Regions from separate parts of the Mus musculus genome. Here all the other regions are linked to region 1. A link is a contact called in public Hi-C data. All regions are on one chromosome and are shown on one strand. The core of a region is the stretch at or near the end of the contact, and the rest is flanking DNA. Distances in the headings are between cores, read along the strand shown.

Evidence for each region. Hi-C and Micro-C count contacts between places; a contact is called where the count stands out from the background.
Region 2: a contact with region 1 is called in a Hi-C map of the N1E-115 cell line, with 4 times the contacts expected there. The contact joins two enhancer-like sites.
Region 3: a contact with region 1 is called in a Hi-C map of adipose-derived mesenchymal stem cells, with 1.7 times the contacts expected there. The contact joins two enhancer-like sites.

The regions. Positions count from the first base shown.
Region 1 is chr2:9,140,155-9,143,259 of GRCm38.p6, forward strand. No RefSeq gene overlaps it. Among named protein-coding and RNA genes, the nearest start is that of 1700061F12Rik, 48 kb to the right of the region's middle. Within about 2 kb of position 1,462, at least 23 of the 459 cell types and tissues checked have an H3K27ac peak or open chromatin away from gene starts, as enhancers often do. A contact at or near this core is called in the N1E-115 cell line and adipose-derived mesenchymal stem cells, where this site is marked.
Region 2 is chr2:8,690,038-8,693,142 of GRCm38.p6, forward strand. No RefSeq gene overlaps it. Among named protein-coding and RNA genes, the nearest start is that of Gm30957, 260 kb to the right of the region's middle. Within about 2 kb of position 1,429, at least 6 of the 459 cell types and tissues checked have an H3K27ac peak or open chromatin away from gene starts, as enhancers often do. A contact at or near this core is called in the N1E-115 cell line, where this site is marked.
Region 3 is chr2:9,480,455-9,483,559 of GRCm38.p6, forward strand. No RefSeq gene overlaps it. Among named protein-coding and RNA genes, the nearest start is that of Gm13218, 110 kb to the right of the region's middle. Within about 2 kb of position 1,442, at least 55 of the 459 cell types and tissues checked have an H3K27ac peak or open chromatin away from gene starts, as enhancers often do. A contact at or near this core is called in adipose-derived mesenchymal stem cells, where this site is marked.

The sequences.
Region 1 (3,105 bases), core at 212-2,711:
GGACAGAGGTATGGCTAGGGCTTCTTAACCTGTCATCCTAGACAGAAACTGTTGAGTTTAAAGTAAAGTGAGATACTTTGTCTCAGATGAGTTAGGCAGAAAATGATAGAGAAGGATGGATGCACACACACACACACACACACACACACACATACATATACATACACACATGGGAAAGAGACAGAGAAACAGAGAGAGAGAAACAGAGAGAGAGAGAGAGAGAGAGAGAGAGAGAGAGAGAGAGAGAGAGAGAGAGATAGGGGAGACACTGAGAGGCAGAGATACAGAAACAGAGACACAGACAGACACCCACACACACCACAGAGGGGAGAGACAGATAGACAGAGAGACAGAGAGATGGGGGAGACAGTGAGAGAAAGGCAGGCAGACACAAGCACACACACACACAGGGAAAAGACAGAGACAGAGAAACAGGGAGAGGGGAAGACAGTGGGAGGCAGAGAGTCAGAGACAGAGAGACAGAAAGATGTGGCAACAGTGAGAGTCAGAAAGACAGAGACAAAGAGACAGACAGACAGACACATGCAGACACACACACACATACATGGAAAAGAGACAGAGAAACAGAGAGAGAGAAACACAGAGAGAGACAGAGAGATAGGGGAGACACTGAGAGGCAGAGATACGAGACAGAGACACAGACAGACACCCACACACACCACAGAGGGGAGAGACAGATAGACAGAAACAGAGAGACAGAGAGATGGGTAAGACAGTGAGAGACAGGCAGACAGACACAAGCACACACACACACAGACAGACACCCACACACACCACAGAGGGGAGAGACAGATAGACAGAAACAGAGAGACAGAGAGATGGGTAAGACAGTGAGAGACAGGCAGACAGACACAAGCACACACACACACATACACACACACACACACACACACACACACACACACACACACACGGAAAAGACAGAGACAGAAACAGAGAGAGGAGGAGACAGTGGGAGGCAGAGAGTCAGAGACAGACAGAAAGATGGGGCAACAGTGAGAGTCAGAAAGGCAGAGATGGAGAGACAGACAGGCAGACAGACACATGCAGACACACACACACAATTGAACATGCCCTCTTTAATCTATGAAGATCTTTTGCAACAAATTAGAGAATGCCTAAAGCCTTGACTATTATTGGATCCTGTATACACTATGCTTTCCTATACAGATATCTCAGTGATGACATTTCATGTATAAATTAGGCACAATAAGATACTAATAGCTACTGATAACATACAATTATCACAGTATACCTGTTACTTTTTATATAAAGAAAGTGCTGTGCATCTTGGTAGCATCCTTGCCCTTGCACTTTGAGGCTATTTTTTAAGTAAAATGAATGTTTCTTGAACAGAAGCAAGGCATTGTCACAAGGGTCAATCTGATAACCATGACAGCTACTGAGTGACTAATGGATGACTTGCAGAAACATCATAGAAATGCTGGATAGAAGGCTGACTCATACTGCAGCTGAGACAGAACAGCGTGATATAAGATTCATAGTGCAAAGCAGAAGAGCATGGATCACTGTAAAGCTTTGAGTTGTCTAGTTCTGAAAATTTTCCATTGAATATTTTAGAACTACAGTTGACTGTAGGTCCCTGAAACTGAAGAAAGAAAAACCATGACTGTACAGCACCTTCGTTGCTTTCTTTGCATATTGCTATGTAAACAAACAGAAAAACAAACAACCCTGCAAAAGGCAACTCAAGAGGAAATGACTTATTGTGGCTCGTAATTTCAGGGTATAGTCCACCATGGTAGAAAAGTAACAACATTTCTTTGATGACTAAGGATGTTGAATATTTCTTTAGTTGCTTCTCGGCCATTCAATATTCCTCAGTTGGGGATTCTGTTTAGCATTGTACCCCATTTTTATTAGTGTTATTTGATTCTCTGGAGGTGAGTTCTTTTTACATATTGAATATTAGCCCTCTATTAGATGTAGGATTAATAAAGATCTTTTCCCAATCTGTTGTTTGCTGTTTTGTTCTATTGACAGTGTCCTTTGTCTTTCAGAAGTTTTGCAATTTTATGAGGTCCCATTTGTTGATTCTTGATCTTAAAGCAAAAGCAATTGGTGTTCTGTTCAGGAAATTTTATCCTGTGCCCATGTATTCGAGGCTCTTCCCCACTTACTCTTCTATTAGTTTCAGTGTATCAGACATCAGGGAAATGCAAATCAAAACAGTCCTGAGATTCCACCTCATAACCATTCAGAGTGGCTAAGGTTAAAAACTCAGGTGACAACAGATGCTGGCAAGGATGTAGAGAAAAGGAAACATTTCCTCCATTGCTAGTGGGATTGCAAGCTGGTACAATCACTCTGGAAATCAGTCTGGCAGTTCCTCAGAAAATTGGACATAGTATTACCTGAAGACCCAGCTATACCACTACTGGGCATATACCCAAAAGATGCTCCAACATATAACAAGGACACATGCTCCACTACAAACAAAGCAGCCTTATTTATGATAGCCAGAAACTAGAAAGAACCTAGATGCCCCTCAACAGAGGAATGGATACAGAGAATGGGGTACATTTACACAATGGAGTACTACTCAGTTGTTAAAAGCAATGCTATCATGAAATTCTTAGGCAAATGGATGGAATATGAGAATATCATCCTGAGTGAGGTAATCTAATCAGAAAAAAAAAAAAAACCGCACATGATATGTACTCACTGATAAGTAAGTGGATATTAGCCCCAAAAGTTCTGAATACCCAAGATTCAATTCACAGACCATGTGAAGCTCAAGAAGAAGGAAGACCAATATGTGGATTCTTCAGTGCTTCTTAGAAGGAGAAACTAAATACTTATGGGAGGAAATGTGGGGACAAAATGTCAATCAGAGACAGAAGGAAAGGCCATTCAGAGATTGCCCCACCTGGGGATCCATCCTATATACAGTCACCAAACCCAGTCACTATTGTGGATGCCAAGAAGTGCTTGCTGACAGGAGCCTGATATAGCTGTCTCCTGAGAGGTCCTGCCAGAGCCTGACAAATACAGAAGCAGATGCTCACAGCCAACCATTAAACTGATCATGCAGTCCCCAGTGGAGGAGTTAGAGAAAGGACT
Region 2 (3,105 bases), core at 179-2,678, 450 kb before region 1:
TTATTGTGAGAGTTGCTCAGAGTGAAGGGTTCATGATTCTTTGCTCGCTCTCTCTCTCTCTCTCTCTCTCTCTCTCTTCTCTCTCTTTCTCTCTCTCTCTGTCTCTCTCTCTTCTCTCTTCTCTCTCTCTGTCTCTCTGTCTCTGTCTCTGTCTCTGTCTCTCTCTCTGTCTCTGTCTCTCTCTCTCTGTGTCTCTCTCTCTGTCTCTCTCTCTGTCTCTCTCTCTCTCTGTCTCTGTCTCTCTCTCTGTCTCTGTCTCTGTCTCTCTGTGTGTGTGTGTGTGTGTGTTGGTAAATGTGCATTTGTGCAAAGTGCATATGTCCTGGTCAGAGAACAACCTTCAGTCCTGAAGATCTTCTACTGTTTGCTTGAGATAAGGTCCTACAACAGCGTGGACTTCAGCATTTAGACCAGGTTAGGAGTCCCATGAGTGTCTTGGAAGTCCCTACTCTCCACCCCCCCAACTCTCAGAGCTGAGATTATAGATACAAGTCACGTCTCTTTATGTGGGTTTTGGGGATCTGAACTCATGCTTGCCAGGCAAGCCTTTACACCCTGAACTGTCCCCAGCAACCTCCTTTCTTTTATTGACTTTTGATTCCAAGGCACAGAAAACCTAAATAATTCTTACAGCAGTTTTCAGATATCAGATCCAAAGCTGGGCTGTATTCTTGTATGCTGCATCATATCTGAATTGGGTGTCAGCTGTACAATTTCTAAGTTCCTCCTCAATATTGATGTATTTACCAGGACGCCTATGTAAGGGAAACTCCTCTTCGATTTATGTTTAAACCCATTAGCATTTTTCATGTATGTAAATAGTGATTTCCAAATTATTTCATTTCTTCTTTTTATAGAATCTTTACCTGTTAGAGAAGCTCCATCATTCTAATTAGGCATGGCTATGATACTGTACACAAGCCACAAGCCTAAAAGTAGCATGAATGGAAATTAGGTATCCAAACCAGCACTTATGTATCTGTAGCTTGAAGGACACCCGGGCCACTTATGTAACAAAGGGTGAGAAAAACTGCTCCTCCTTTGGAGCTTTAATTTCAGTCAGGTTTGGGATCAGGCTTTGTTTGTTCCCTCCCGGGTCATTGTTGTAGGTGGTTTGTCTTGCCCTGTTCATCCGACGTCAGCTTTACAGTTTATTGCTCCAGTGATAAATTTTAATTTCTACTTATTTATTTTTGTTGTTGTTGTTCCTGGTGTATTTATTTTATTTGTTTCCACTGACTTGCAGACCAGGATGGCAATTGTTATATAGTAGTTTAGTTTTAAAAGAAATAAGACTGCTCAAGCAGCTAATACTGGAAGATGTATCACCAGCCTGAATAATTGTGACAACCATAGACCGTATCAGGGCCTGTTTGTTTGCACAATACCCTCCTGCATTAAGAAATCCGTCCCAGCTGTCTTGGGCTCCGGAGTCACCCATTTCATCACTTGACACTGCAGCAGATGTTATGGACTGATAACGGACCTCCCTTCATTCACTCCCCATCTAAGATTACCTCTAGAAAAAAAAAAACTAATACATTATAACCCTCCCAGCCATTTGTTAAAAAAAAAAATCAACAATATATTCTCCTCTTTAGCATTAAATGATTTTTTTCTTTCTTTCTCTTTAGATGCACACACTATATAAACATGAACATTTAACACATTTGTTGCATGGTTTTCGGTAGGCAAGACAAATCAGTGAAAGACAAGAATGTAATGATTTAATTGAATTACGGGCAGATCAGATTTAGAGTTGATGACTCCTGTCCCCATTATATTTGAAAGATGCTCTTTGCCTTTGGTGACAGACAGATGCCCTGTGTGCACAAGCTCATTTTAAATGAGGGTTTCTTTAATTCTGAAAAATCGAAGTAAGAGAGCTCAGCTAAGGGACTTAAGGGGAGAATAAAATCTGAATTAAGTTGAATGCATTTCTTAACTAATCATTAGAGTCTGCTCTTCAGTTGGGAAACTGGAGGATTTGAGTACATTTAACACAAAGAGGGCTGAACATTGATTAAAGATCACACAGGGGACAGTGAGGACTGACCACTGCTTAAAGACCATGCAGGAGGAGAGTGGGGACTTGCCATTGCTTAAAGATCATGACAAGCACAGGGAAAAATGGCCATTGCTTAAAGAACATGCCGGGGCAGTGAGGACTGGCCATTGCTTTAAAAAGTGAACACTTCTTGTAACCAGAATGCCTTAAGGAAACTGGGCATTAAAAACGAATAGACATATACAAACAACCTGTACATTAGATGAAAAAAAGGCTTTGTAAATGAAAACCATTACTCCACTGCGTGTGTTGCGGGAAAGTAAGGGGTGGAAACGTGTCTCAGGTAAAACTGCAGGTCATCTGTGGCATTTCATCATGAGTCACTGTTCCAGACCTTCAAGATTGCACCTTCAGGCAATTGTTTCCATCATTTTTTTCCTGCAGCCTTTTGACATAAAGGTAGACTCTCAATGACAACTGCCTGCTACAGAATTTAGTATATGCACACAGACACATCTGGCCACTGAGACCCATGCCGCTGAGATGCTCATGCTGTTTGGACCCATCCCATCTGCAGACACCAAACCCAGACACTATTACTGATGCCAAGAAGTGCTTGCTGAGAGGGGCCTGGAGTAGCTGTCTCCTGTAAGGCTCAGCCATAGCCTGACCAATACAGAAGCAGATGCTCATAGCCAAACATCGGATTGAGCACAGGGATCCCAATGGAGAAGTTAGGACAAGGACGGAAGAAGCTGAAGGGGTTTGCAGCCCCATAGGAAGAATAACAATATCAACTAATCAGACCCCCTCCCCTCAAGACCTCCCAGGGACTAACCCACAAACCAAAAAGTATACACGGGGAACCCATGGTTCCAGCTGACCATGTAGCAGAGGATAGCCTATCTGGCATCAATGGGAGAAGAGACCCTTGTTCCTGTGGAGGCTCCATGACTCAGCATAGGGTAATGCTAGGGCGCTGAGGCAGGGGTGAGTGGGAGGGTGAGAGAGCACCCTCATAGAGGCAGGGGGGGTATAGGGGGCTTCTGGAGGAGAAACTGGAAAGGGGGATAACATTTGTAATGTAAACAAACATA
Region 3 (3,105 bases), core at 192-2,691, 340 kb after region 1:
CAACATCTCTATTATTATTCCTACATATTATAATGTTGTGGCACAGAAATCACTTATATTAACACAATGAAAGTGCAGTCAAAAAAGTAGAAATTTAGACATACTACCTGCACTTAAAGATAATGACCTCTGTAAGATGTGAAGGTAGAGTAAAAATTATTTGTGTATATAGAAAACAAAGTTATATTCTTCAGAAATTAATTCCTTACGATAAAGTTAAGTGTAGGATTTTTAGAGGGAGAAATATTCAGGACTTCCAAGCTAGAAGTTTATAGATTTGATTACATAACCTAGACACTGTTTTTTGATAGGATATTCTCTTAACAGTTCAAGTGAGTGTTAATAGCTGCAAATGATTGACTGGGAGCAAAAGATCTTAGAATATAAGAATACTCAGAGAAGATACTGTGGTCCTGACAAAATTTATAGATTTCATTACTTAGTCAAACCTAAGTGAAACACAATACTAGAATGTAAAGGAACTTGACCAAAAAATAATGCTGCCAAGAGCTGATTCACTAGACTGGGATATCTATTTACTAGTTTTAATTACATGCATATGTGAGTATTTATGGAGGAAACACATAGGCTTTAGTGCAGAAGGCATCTATTCCCTGGAGCTACAGTTATAAACATTTGTAGCCATTTGACACCCAGTTCCATACTTGGAACTGAATATGGTCTTCTGGAAGATTGATTCACATTCTTCATTGCTGAACTATCCCCTCCAATGCCACCGTGGATGGCAGACTTTTAGGTGAGGGGAGTGAGATAGGACATTGTTTGTTGGTAGGGTATTCTCTTAACAGCTCAAGTGGGTGTCATATGGACAGGGAGCAGAATAAGATGCTAAAATATAAGAATATTCAGTGAAGATACTGTGGTCCTGATAATTGTCAGTAGAAAGAATAATTAATAATAACAAAGCCAATAATGATAATTACAATGATAAATTCTTGAAAAGTGGGAGTCTAACAATGAAACATCCTAAAAGTTAGTTGTTGACAATGACTATTAACATTCTATACTAGGAAATTGAATAAAGCAATCCATTTAACAAGATAGACCCTTATCCTTACCTTCTAAAACCTGGCATTAAAAGTCTACTATCCAACAGAGAATACACTTAGGGAGCTGGAGCAGGAGGACTGATCTGGAGGCCAGCTAGGGCTCCATAACTAGGGGGAGGAAGACAGGGAGGAGGGAGAGGAGGAGGATGGATGGATCGATGGATGGATGGATGGATGAATAGCAGTCCTTCTGGATATAGAAAATAAAGTCCTTCAAAAGCAATCCTAGGCTTTCAGCACTAGAAGAACATGTTTCCTTTCTTACAAAAAAGGCTTACACTATTTATTTGTATCTTAGTCCAGGGAAATGAGTAATAGGGACTTGCCAGTGAAATTCTTTCCTGACTACTCAACAGATCATATTTCCCACTTGGGAAAAAAAAAAAAAACCTGAAGCCTGAAGGAGCCATAGGGTCAGGAGACGGAGGATCTGCATTGTCTAACAAACTGCTGCGACTTAGTGTTGATAGTTGTCAAATTCCTCATCTGAAAATGTCTCCAATGGGCTCAAAGATGTGTACAGTCATGTGTGACTTTAGGAATGGGTCCTCTCTTGGCATTCCATCAGGATTCCTTCCCAGATTCCTTCCCACATTGGGCTTCCTCCAACACACATTTGGGTTAAGACCACAAAACGTCTGAAAAGCTCTCCCTGAGAATGAAACTGTCATTTTTCCCATGGCTACTGTTTCGTAGCTCAGGATCCCTTCCCCACTCATTGTCTATAACAACCGTGAGTGACTTCTCTCAGACCCTGTGACCATGAAGGATTGGTGGCTTGGGAGCATGGATTGTATGCGCATGCTTTATAACCCAGAAGCAGTGCTGGTCCTCCACCCTGTGGCAGACCAAGCAGAATAGAAACCAAGGATCTGGTTTGAGACTAAGAGTCACAAGAAGGCTGGGAAATTACCAGTTTCTGAAGAGGTGATTCCCATAAGCATAAAATGATAACCATGTCCCTGACTTCTCTTCTCTATATAACTCCAAATATAGAATGAAGAGTCATCAGAAGTTGTTGGTAAAAGGAGTTGGGATCTAGTCATAGTCAGCATAGGAAGACAAGGAGGGTCTTTTTAAGAGGTGACAAACAAAGGCCTGGGTGGAGTGACAAGGCATTGGGAAAAAGGTGGCTCTAAAGGAAAAGGTAGCAATAAGCTTTGCCACACTTACTTACCCCAGTAAGCACATAGCCACTAGCTCAGCACATTTCCTGAAAGTCTTGCATTCATCAAAATGCAATTATTCAAACCTAGAACTTTTTTCTTGCCTTTAAAATCCACTGAGAGTAGTAGAGGCCCCTCTACAAGTTATTTAGTCCCATTAGAGACTTGTGAAATTGGGAGGAAATGTCATTCATGGGCATGTGACAAAGTACGAACAAAATTCTCTCTGATGCTGGGCCCCTGGGTTTCACTTCTAAAGTCACCTAGCCTTGGGGTTTAGGACAAAATTTCTGCAAGCAAGAACATCATGACTTCATAAATGTGAAGACCTAAGGAAAATCTATGGATTCCTCACATGCAGGTGGCAATGCCACAGAGTGTGAGCACATTTTTCTCTCTGCTTCTTAATTTCCCCTACTCTGAGAGCAGTGGCTTCATTCATTCACTATGTCATGTTCCTGGGCAGGCCTGGCTCACATACATATGTACATTTGAAATGCCATGAGATTTCAAAGCCCAGAGACCAAGAATTTGATCTTTTCCAAGCTTACCTGTGTTTCTCTAAGTAGATAGTTCCTCCTTCATAGTAATGCATTTGGGAACATTAGGACCATACTATGTCAGGCAGGTGTCTAAAAGGAACCTGGGGAAGGCAGAGGATTAACCACCAACGGAAATTCAGTTTCAACAGCCTTCATTAACCCTGCGAGTGATTATAACCACTATCTTTGAATTAAGAAAAAAGAATCAAGCTTTCCCCCACCTCCCCATACCACTGAACTGATCTTTCAGAAGGAAAACTGTTAGAGCACCTGTATCTATGTCTCATGTGGCTTTTGTTACCAACCTCTGTCCTCAATGTAATCATA